2 separate regions of the Zea mays genome follow, and region 2 is linked to region 1. The links are chromatin contacts, called in public Hi-C maps. All regions are on one chromosome and are shown on one strand. The core of a region is the stretch at or near the end of the contact, and the rest is flanking DNA. Distances in the headings are between cores, read along the strand shown. Region 1 holds the start of LOC110008575. Region 2 holds the start of LOC100382177.

Evidence for each region. Hi-C and Micro-C count contacts between places; a contact is called where the count stands out from the background.
Region 2: a contact with region 1 is called in a Hi-C map of tassel, with 2.0 times the contacts expected there. The contact joins the promoter of LOC100382177 here to the promoter of LOC110008575 in region 1. A contact is called at or near these places in 2 of 25 Hi-C or Micro-C datasets (ear and tassel).

What each region holds. Positions count from the first base shown.
Region 1 is chr1:253,701,370-253,706,332 of Zm-B73-REFERENCE-NAM-5.0, reverse strand. It overlaps LOC110008575, which reads left to right and starts at 2,505. Exons shown (of 3, transcript NM_001350091.1): 1 at 2,505-4,066; 2 at 4,874-4,963. The coding sequence starts at 2,833. It overlaps LOC100275579, which reads left to right. Exons shown (of 8, transcript NM_001349681.1): 5 at 166-430; 6 at 794-973; 7 at 1,045-1,256; 8 at 1,982-2,425. The coding sequence ends at 2,308.
Region 2 is chr1:253,987,504-253,992,466 of Zm-B73-REFERENCE-NAM-5.0, reverse strand. LOC100382177 reads left to right here and starts at 2,967. Exons shown (of 2, transcript NM_001174937.1): 1 at 2,967-3,789. The coding sequence starts at 3,088.

The DNA.
Region 1 (4,963 bases), core at 1,256-3,755:
AAATAGTTGTTTTACTTGTGTGCTGTACCTTATCATGACAGTTTTACATGTAGCCCTGTTTTCTGTCTTCAGTTTATACCTTCTTATGCCTCAGTATTCCCTTTTTTACTTCTCTTCTAGTTTTTTTGTTCTTCCTTTGTTGACTTTTGTTATTGTGGCTTGCAGCTCAAACTGGCAATTACGGTGGGTATTGTTGGACTCCCTAATGTTGGCAAGAGCAGTCTGATCAACAGCCTGAAGAGGTCCCGAGTGGTTAATGTCGGTTCCACTCCAGGGGTTACTAGATCAATGCAAGAAGTTCAATTAGACAAGAAGGTAAAGTTGTTGGATTGTCCTGGTGTTGTTATGCTCAAATCTTCCAACAGCGGTGTGTCTGTAGCTCTTCGAAACTGCAAAAGAGTTGAGAAAATGGAAGATCCAGTCACTCCTGGTAAGCTAGTTTGCATGTTTGTGTCATTTCTGTTAGCTCTGTTATTTATTCTAGTTCATCTTCTTAGAAGGGCAGACCTGGTGCAGTGGTGAGAGCTGTCTCACACTCTCACTGAGTCACTAGGTCACGGGTTCGAAACGGTCTCTCCACATTTCTAGGGCGAAGGCTTGGTTCATTTTATTCTTTTCCTAGACGCTAACGCTGCTGATGCGGGAGCCTCTGGCACTGGGTCTGCCCTAGTTATAGCCTTCTTATAGTTTTATTCTTTAGATACTAGCCATTTGATGATAAGCTAGTGTATAATGTGACCAGAAGTGCAATACTTGACATGTTCTATGCTTTCTCTGTTTTTGATGTTTTTAGTTAAGGAGATCCTTGGTATTTGCCCACATGAGAAGTTGCTGTCTATGTATAAGGTTCCAAGCTTCAGTTCAGTTGATGATTTCCTTCAGAAAGTATCAACTGTACGGGGGAAATTGAAAAAGGGTGGTGTGGTGGATGTTGAAGCTGCTGCGAGAATTGTGCTTCATGACTGGAATGAAGGTATGTCTGATAATTTTTGTAATGAACTTCTTGAATTCTTGTCACTAGTGACCTGATCCTATCATTTTTAGGTAAAATACCATATTTTACACTGCCACCTAAAAGAGATGCTGTGGAGGACTCAGATGTAGTGATTATATCAGAAGATGGGAAAGAATTTAATATTGATGAAATTTACAAAGCTGAGTCTTCATATATTGGTGGTTTGAAGTCCATTGAGGAGTTCCATCATATTGAGATTCCTCCTAATGCTCCACCGGCAATTGACGAAGAGATGCTAGAGGTAATAATCTCAACGCTAGTGGCTTTCTGTGGATTAAATTTATTTAATGTGGCAACCACTGTAGATTTCGTGCCATCTTGCTACCAGTTAGTTCCCTGTTTGGTTCCTTGTAATGGCCAGATGCGTTCTTTGTGATATTGTTTTGCATGGTCGCTGGTCCGGGCTCAGCACTATACGCTTATGTTAGGAGGTTTCATTTCAAATCTATTGACCAACAGTTTTTTTTAAGATCATCTGTCTATGATCCTTATAAACAGCATAATGAAACTGGCGTCATGATAAAAAGGTAGTGCTTGCTCTCTGGTGAAAACACCTGTAGAAATCATCCATAGGTTATGTTTGAACTACACAATGTCGGAATCCGGCGAGCCTACAGAGGTGAGCAGCACCTCACTTAAACACACACACACACTGAATTGGGCTAGAGGTGGAAGGGAAGTTAGTACAGAGCACACACCGAGTTCATCTGGTTCTATTGCATAGTAGTGTATATACGACTCTAGCTAGGATCGGTGAGAGGTTCACCAACTACAAGTACAGCTAGGACACCTACTTGTACTATAGCCACTGCTTGCTACAGCTGGCTGCAGCAAAACAACAGGAGCAATTAGCGGATTATCTCGCACATAATCCATATGCAAGAATTTCTGCCCAACATGCTTTGCTGCACTAGGAATCTTGTGCTCGGCCTTGTCATTTTGACTCTTGTTTTGCACTGAAACCAGGATGGCAGCAAACCAAGTGAACCCGCTCAGGAAAACCGGGAGGAGCAAATGTCTGACGCGAACGACCCACAAGGAAGCAAGCCAGCCACCGCCAGCACGCAGAACGACAAGTTGTACACCGCCGAGGGCATACTCGACCCTCGCAAGAGGAAAGCAGAGAAGAAACGGCGCAAGGCGAACAGGTTCAGTGTGCTGAACGACATGGACGCGGACTACGATTTCAAGGTGGATTACCAGATGGAGGACGCCGCGGATGGTGAAGACGAAGACGCTGGGGATGAAGCCAAGGAGGATAATGAGCCGATGACTGGCGTCGACGATTCGTGAAATTTTGGCCCCTTCGTCGTGTATGAGGTGATGGCTAGGCTCAGCGGGGGTTGCAAAATTGACCCACCAAGGTTTTGTGCTCAGTTTGCTTGTTTAATGAAAAGATTATACTATGAGAAGGCTTGCGTTTTACCTGTTCCAGTACCTACTTTTACCTGCTTTTGCATAAGTTGCATTCATTGATCTTGATGCGCTATCGGTCGCATTCATTTACCATGATGACGCGTTATCCAGAGTTGCTACCAAAACGTCAGCGTACCAAAATTTCTCTACTTAAAATCTAGCTGTGGTATCATTTAAATCAATATATCAGATGTCATGTATGAATGATGATTGATGAATACCTGATATGTTCAAGGCCAAATCTTTGGTAGTCGTCGTCGTTGGGACAAAAATCAAAAGAAAAACAAACACGACAGAAATTTTATACCCATGCCCTTCGCATGTAGTTGCAGTGAAAAGGCTCTTTTGTATTTTTGTATATAGGCGCTGCCGTCCTTCAACTTCAAGTCACGCGAACTGAAATGCAGCCAAGCCCTCCAGCGCCGCAACCAACGCCCGACTCACTCCCGCCGCGAGCACTTCCCACCCAAGCGGCGATGGCGACGCAGGACGAGCTCCAGGCGGCCGTCGCCGCGGTCACGGAGAAGAAGCGCCGCCTCCGGGAGGCATTCGACCGCCTCGTCTCCTGCGCCCCGGTCCCTGTCCCCTTCCGCTGGGAGGACGTCGACGCGCACCTCGCCGCCATCTTCCGCCACCTCGGCTCCACCCACGCCGACGTCATAGCCATCGCTGGGGGTCCAGCCACCGCTGCTCACCACTTCCAGTTCCAGCACACGGTCAAGGAGGAGCAGGACCAGGAACGCCGCGTCGGGCGCGGCGCGTCGGAGGAGGGACAAGGTAGCAATGCGGAGGAAGGCAGGAGCGCGTCGTCGCACCAGGAACGCGGGGAGGAGGAAGGGGAGGTCCGGGAGGCGTCAGTTGCGCGTCCCGACCGAGAAGCCGACGAAGCGGGCAACATTCTCGGGGCGGAGGCGGTTCCAGAGCAGCTAGACGACGAGAAGGAGGATGACATGGGGACAATCGTGGCGTCTCCCCACCAACGCAATGATGGCATCGAGATGGTAGTGGAGGAGGAGGAGGAGGCCGTCAAGGGGAACGCAGACAGAGAAGGCCGCGAGGACGAGGCGGAGGAAGGGGAGTGGCGGCAGCAGCATCCGCACGCCGCAGGCGGGGGAGAGACGTCGTCGGCTCTGGCGAAAGCCGTCGCCGCGGCGTGCGCGAACATGGACCCCTCCGCGCTGGTGGACTCGCTGCGCGTCAGCGGCAGGAGCTCCCCCCGCGCGTTCCTCCCGGCGCTGCTCGGCGCCCCGGACCCCCACGCTCTCCTTGTCCGTGCCGTCGGCGGCGTTTTGGACATGGCCTCAGCGGAGCGCGACGCGAGCAAGTGGTGGTGCGCAAACTGCGTCGCGCTGGTCGAATGCGCGCCCCGCCTCCCCGCGCCGTCGCCGGACGCGCTGGCGCATGCAAAGCGCCTGGCGGGGCGCTGGAAGGAGATGGTGGTTGCGGGCCCTGCGGGTGGCGGGGACACGGGCGGGATGGCCGGATGGGGCCTTCTCACCTTCATTGCTTCCTACGACATTGCCCCGGAGTTCGATGCTGATGAGATCATCCGTCTCTTCGGTGATATCGCGTCTGAGGTGAAGGACAACTGCGTTGAGCTCTGCAAGCGGCTTGGCCTCATCGGAAAGATGACTGGTACATACTGTGTTCCTCGACTTGCTCTTAGCAAGGGAAATTGGGGGCTTAAATTTTCTTGCTATTTAAAATTGAATAGGAAGGGAATTTTAGCTTCTCCAATCCTCTCCATTCTCCTCCCAAACATGCCCCATAAATTTACTTGTTTCATATCTTGTGCTTATTGCATAATCTATTCTACGACACAGTGCGCGTAGATGAACGTTCGTTCATCTGTATGTTGTACGTAGTTTACTTGGGATCAATATATTAGGATATACAACAGCTTAAACTTTAGTGTGGTGCCAATCTCTCTACTCTTTACTGGATTGCAGTGGCACTGAGAAGCAAATTGCAGGATATTTTGATCTATTCCTTTTCTTGTTAGTACTATGCACTTCCTTTCCTTTATAGTGACAAATTCACATTCATTGTCGCAGCCGTCGAATCGACATTTTAATCACTTAAGTAACTGGGATTATTTATTGCTAGATACGTGTCATATTGTTCAGACATGGCATCACCTAGACCATTTATGCCAGTCTACTACTTTGGTGGTTGGAAGCTGAATCTGCCTTCTACATGAATGCTGTACGATTTCATATCTGTCTGACAAAAATACGATGAGCTGCTGATTTTTCCTCCATTGTTATGTTTGCAGTTATTTCGTGTTATGGAATCATCTTCTGAACTATTTGTAGCTTTACACTGTCAGACCTCACTATCAGATTTTCTGATTACGCTCGTAGCTTGTGGAACTGGAAGGACATCACTGTCCCCATTGGTTTACCAGCTGTGTTGCTAATGTTTTGGCTCATCCTTCTGCAGATTCAGTCGACCATTTCATCGAAAATGGGCAGCCAATCGATGCTATAAGACTGGCACGTACTTTCGGTTTGACTGGCAAGTATACTCCAC
Region 2 (4,963 bases), core at 1,718-4,217, 290 kb before region 1:
CTACATATCTTGATCCAATTATTGTTGCCAGCTTACCTTTAATTTTATTTATCCTTCGTAACCTTGGAATGTTAATTATATGTTAGTCATTATATGGTTGAATAAGTCTTGCCACGTAGCATTAAATATATATGGTTGGATGTCTTACTTCCTCCATCCCAAAATTAAAAATCATTTTAAATAATTAATAAATTTATATGACACTTAATGTATGTGGTTTATATATGTGTTTAGATTCATCATCATCTAGTTGGATATAAATATAAAAATAAAGAGATAAAACAAATACTATTTTAAGAGAGAGGAAGTATTATATACAATGAAATACTTAGGAATTGTTAAACCTTATTGCAGGTTAAGGATTGAGATTTATTTCTATTCATTTTTAAATTTTTTAACTAAACTTAATTAATTACTTACAAAAATCGTGATCATCCCTAATTGTGTGTGAGCATGTTCTGTACGTGGAGTTCTATACTGCACGTGCAAATGGTACAAAAAAATTGATGTACAAAAATGTTATGGCAAAAGATATGTTCAATGTCAAAAAATGGCACGGTTAAAAAAATCTATTAAGAAAACCACTTTAAGACCGTTCGGTTCTTAGAGAACCATTGACTAGTACCATTTATAACCGGATTATTTATCTAATTTATATGAGATTTGATCAGCTAGAATAATATCTAGATAGATTCCTCGAAAAAACGAACAAGGCCTTAATATGCTTTTGGTGTTACACATGAAAAAAAATTAGAGCATCTCCAACAAAATATTTTAAAATAGTGTCCCAAAAATTAAAATTCTACAACACTTAACATATTTAGGGCACTAAAACAAACTGTCAACAGTTATGCCCTAAATCATGTATTTTGGGAAGTAAACTATACTGTTCGGAAAAAATATCGAGAATGATGAAAAAAGAATGATATGACACTAACATGAGGTATAGTATATTTGAGTCACTTTATGGTGTGCCCTATATTTTTTTGGAATAAATTTACATAAACCTCTTATCTTTAGTGTGTGGTCTACTTTACATCATAATATTCAAAACTGATTGTTTAACCCTGTCAGCTTTACAAACAAGACAAATTGCCACTAGACATTTTTAGTTGGTGGTTTTGATAACTTGCCACTGATTTAAGTGACAATAGTTTTGCCTTTTTCAATTATATCATTTAATAGTATCCAAAACTGATATAATTTTAAAAACAGTAATTAGATATTATGTCTGCCCATGTTTTTCTGAAATTTTAGGAGTAACAGATTAATTACTAAAAATTAAAAACTAAATAAGAAACTTAATATTTTTTCTCTGATTTATTTCTTATCTTGTGAGGCTATTTTTTTACTAAAGATAAATAGTACTATAACTAAACTGCTAATTGTTTGTTGATTTTATTAAACAAGTTAAGTATTCTTTCTTCTAACTACTAACTAAATCAATTTTACATTTATTTTTTATAAACACTTAACAAACAATAATAAAATAATATCCAATTGTTACATAAACTTTCTCTCACCTAAAATAACATATAAAATATTTCTATATTTTTTCGAGAACTTTATATAGGTTTAAATTTAATATTCTCTGAAAATTCTAGAAATATTTGTATATATTAGTTTAGTTAAGAAAAGGTCTTTGTAAAAATTGGATATCATTTTATTACTGTTTGCTAAGTGTTTCTAAAAAGACAAATGGAAAATTAATTTAGTTAGTATTATAAGAAAGACTACTTAACTTGATTAATAAAATCAACAAAAATTCCAGTTGTTTTAATAGTGTTATTTAGCTTTAGTAAAAATTTTAGTCTCAGAAGATAAAAAATGAATCGAAGAAAAAAAATATTAAGTTCTTTTTATATAATTTTTTCTTTTTATCAATTAAGTTGTTACTTATAAAATTTTAGAAAAAATAGGGCATATATAATATCTAATTACTTGTTTTTGTGTAAAATTATTTAAATTTTGAATATTATTAGATGAAAGAATTAAAAAAGACAAAACTGTTGTCACTTAAGTGAATGTCATGTCATTAAAACCAACAACTAAAACTGTACAATGGTTATTTATCTGGTTTTGCAAAGCTGAGAGGATTAAACAATTGATTTTGAAGATGGGGTAAAGTAGACCACACTAAATATCATGGGTTATGTAAACTTATTCCTATATTTTTCTGACAAAAACCTATAAAATAGAGCACGGTTAGAGCTATTTTTTATAATTAGAGTCCTATTTTTAAAAATAGGATACTGATTCAAACTTTACCACGGCTTTGTCTATTTCATTGGGCTATATCTATATCTTACCCTAGTTCAAACTTTATAAAAACTCACTCAACCAAATTACTTCGCACTCATAACTTCCAATAAATTTACCAAATAAATTGTACCCAGCTGTAACACAATAATAATTAATGGTTTAGATCGTTGTATAATCTCATCTTCCTTTCTTACTTAAATTTAATAAATAATATTATTTGAATTATCTCTCAACTCTTACTCTTTCCTACGATCTCGATACCATCAATCCCTTCCCTTCTCTCTTCTCGCTAGATTCGTAACGTTAGTACGTGATATATAATAGTATAGCGGTCTCGTCATCCGTATACATACAAACAAATACTGAATTGTTATCTTGGAGGCTCGCGCGAGGCATGCGCAAAAATAAATACCCTCCTTGAGACACTAGGTCAAAGGATTTTAGTATCTTACCGGTGGTGTAGTAGAATAGTACTCATCAATAGTACAATAAGTACAAGGACATTATTGTTCTTATTTTGCATCCGATGGCGCCGGTGTGTATATATGTGTGTCGTCTCCCGCTTCGTCGACGACACGCTGCAAACTTGTCCCATCCCTAGCAACAAAAAAAGAAAAGAAAATGGACATCAAGATCCCGTTGATTGTGGTAGCCTTCGTTATTCTCCTCCTCCTCTGCAGCAGGCTCATCAGGGGCTACACGAAGCCATCATCAGCGGCAGCGCTTCGCCTGCCATCAGGGCCATGGCAGCTGCCGCTCATCGGCAGCCTGCACCACCTCCTGCTGTCGCGCTTCAGCGACCTGCCCCACCGGGCGCTGCGCGAGATGTCCGGAACCTACGGGCCGCTCATGATGCTCCGCTTCGGCGCCGTGCCCACGCTGGTGGTCTCCTCCGCCGAGGCCGCCAGGGAGGTGATGAGGACGCACGACCTCGCCTTCTGCGACCGCAGCCTGACCGTCACCTTCGACACCATCAGCTGTGGGGGCAAGGACCTCATCTTCTCCCCCTACAACGCCCACTGGCGCGAGCTCCGCAAGCTGTGCATGCTCGAGCTCTTCAGCCAGCGCCGCGTGCTCACGTTCCGGGGCATCCGGGAGCAGGAGGTGGCGCACCTCCTGCGCTCCGTCTCCGGGGAGTCCGCCGACGGCCGGCCCGTCAACCTCAGCGAGGGGATCTGCCGCATGATCAACGACATCGCCGCGCGCACGGTCGTCGGCAACCGGTGTAAGTACCGGGACGAGTACATGCGCGAGCTGGACGAAGTGGTGCGGCTGGCCGGCGGGTTCAACCTGGCGGACCTGTACCCGTCCTCGCGGCTGGTGCGCCGGTTCAGCGCCGCCGCGAGGGACGCCAGGAGGTGCCAGAGGAACATGTACCGCATCATCCAGAGCATCATCGAGGAGCGTGAAGCCATGCCGACGCCGGAGCGTGACGAGGAGGACCTTCTCGCTGTCCTCTTGAGGCTGCAGAAAGAAGGTGGCCTGCAGTTTGCTCTCACCAACGAGATAGTCAGCGCCGTCATTTTCGTAAGATTGGCTTACTTTAATTACGTTAAACACACGACACTTATTCAAAAACTCAAGGCATATTATGTTTCCTTCTTTAAACTAACCTGTTCTAATTTAATTAGCATCACACATGCAAACAAAAAAAATTAAAACAGTAAACATTAGTAACTCATGTTTAACACCTATATACAACAATGAAAAAATAAAAATAACTATCCTTTTCCTATAAAATATTTTGATTTATTTCCGACCGCAATATGGATACTTTATTTATGTTTATACGGTACGATCGTGAATATATATATATATATATGAAGCTCCCGACTTCTAAATTGTACTGAAAGTTCTGACCGACCACCCTTGTGATCTGGTTGGACCATACTGGCGCGTGCAACAGGTCAAACCTCTCCCTTGCGCGTTAGTCAAACTCCCGGTCCAACATCGCAATATGGATACTTTAATTACGTTTATACTGTACGATCACGAAGATATATATACATATATAGTTGGTATATTAGAAGCATTGAGCTACCAATAGTTAGAGAAAGCCCTGATCGATCACTCCTGCGACCTGACTGGATCAAGCCGACGTGTCCACCCACACCCCAAGTCAGGCTATCGGGTGCGCCCCCACTATATGTCTGTGTACATAAAATTTAGGAAAGCATGCATGAGTAAAACATGTTTCCCTGCATGCGCGTAAATTTAGGAAAAAATGTATGATAATTTCTATTTTTAAATGTTTTATTTTCTCCATAAATATAGGATCGTTGCAACAGCTATGCAACTAGACTCGTCAGGACCAGTTTATGATATATACTTATACTAATATTCTACACTGTGTAGATATTTATGCAATTCGGTACACTGCGTAAAAATCTGATATCATTAACTATTACACAAAAACCTCGTCATGTGCAAGTTTAACGGATCCTCATGGGGAACAGGGTTGGAGAATACTTCCCTGTCCCATTTACCCATCGGGGGAGAATTTTCCCCCGATTACAACCCTGTGGGGGAAGAAACTTCGCCATCCACATTCCCTAGTGAAAGAATTCCCTGTAGGGAATCGAGGATCGAGCCCCGTTGCCATATCTAGTCACTTTTCTAACCTTAGGCATGGAAAACGGTTACAACCGACACAATGAATCAAACATACCCTAAGTGAGAGTTTCTTCCTTTGTGCGTTGTC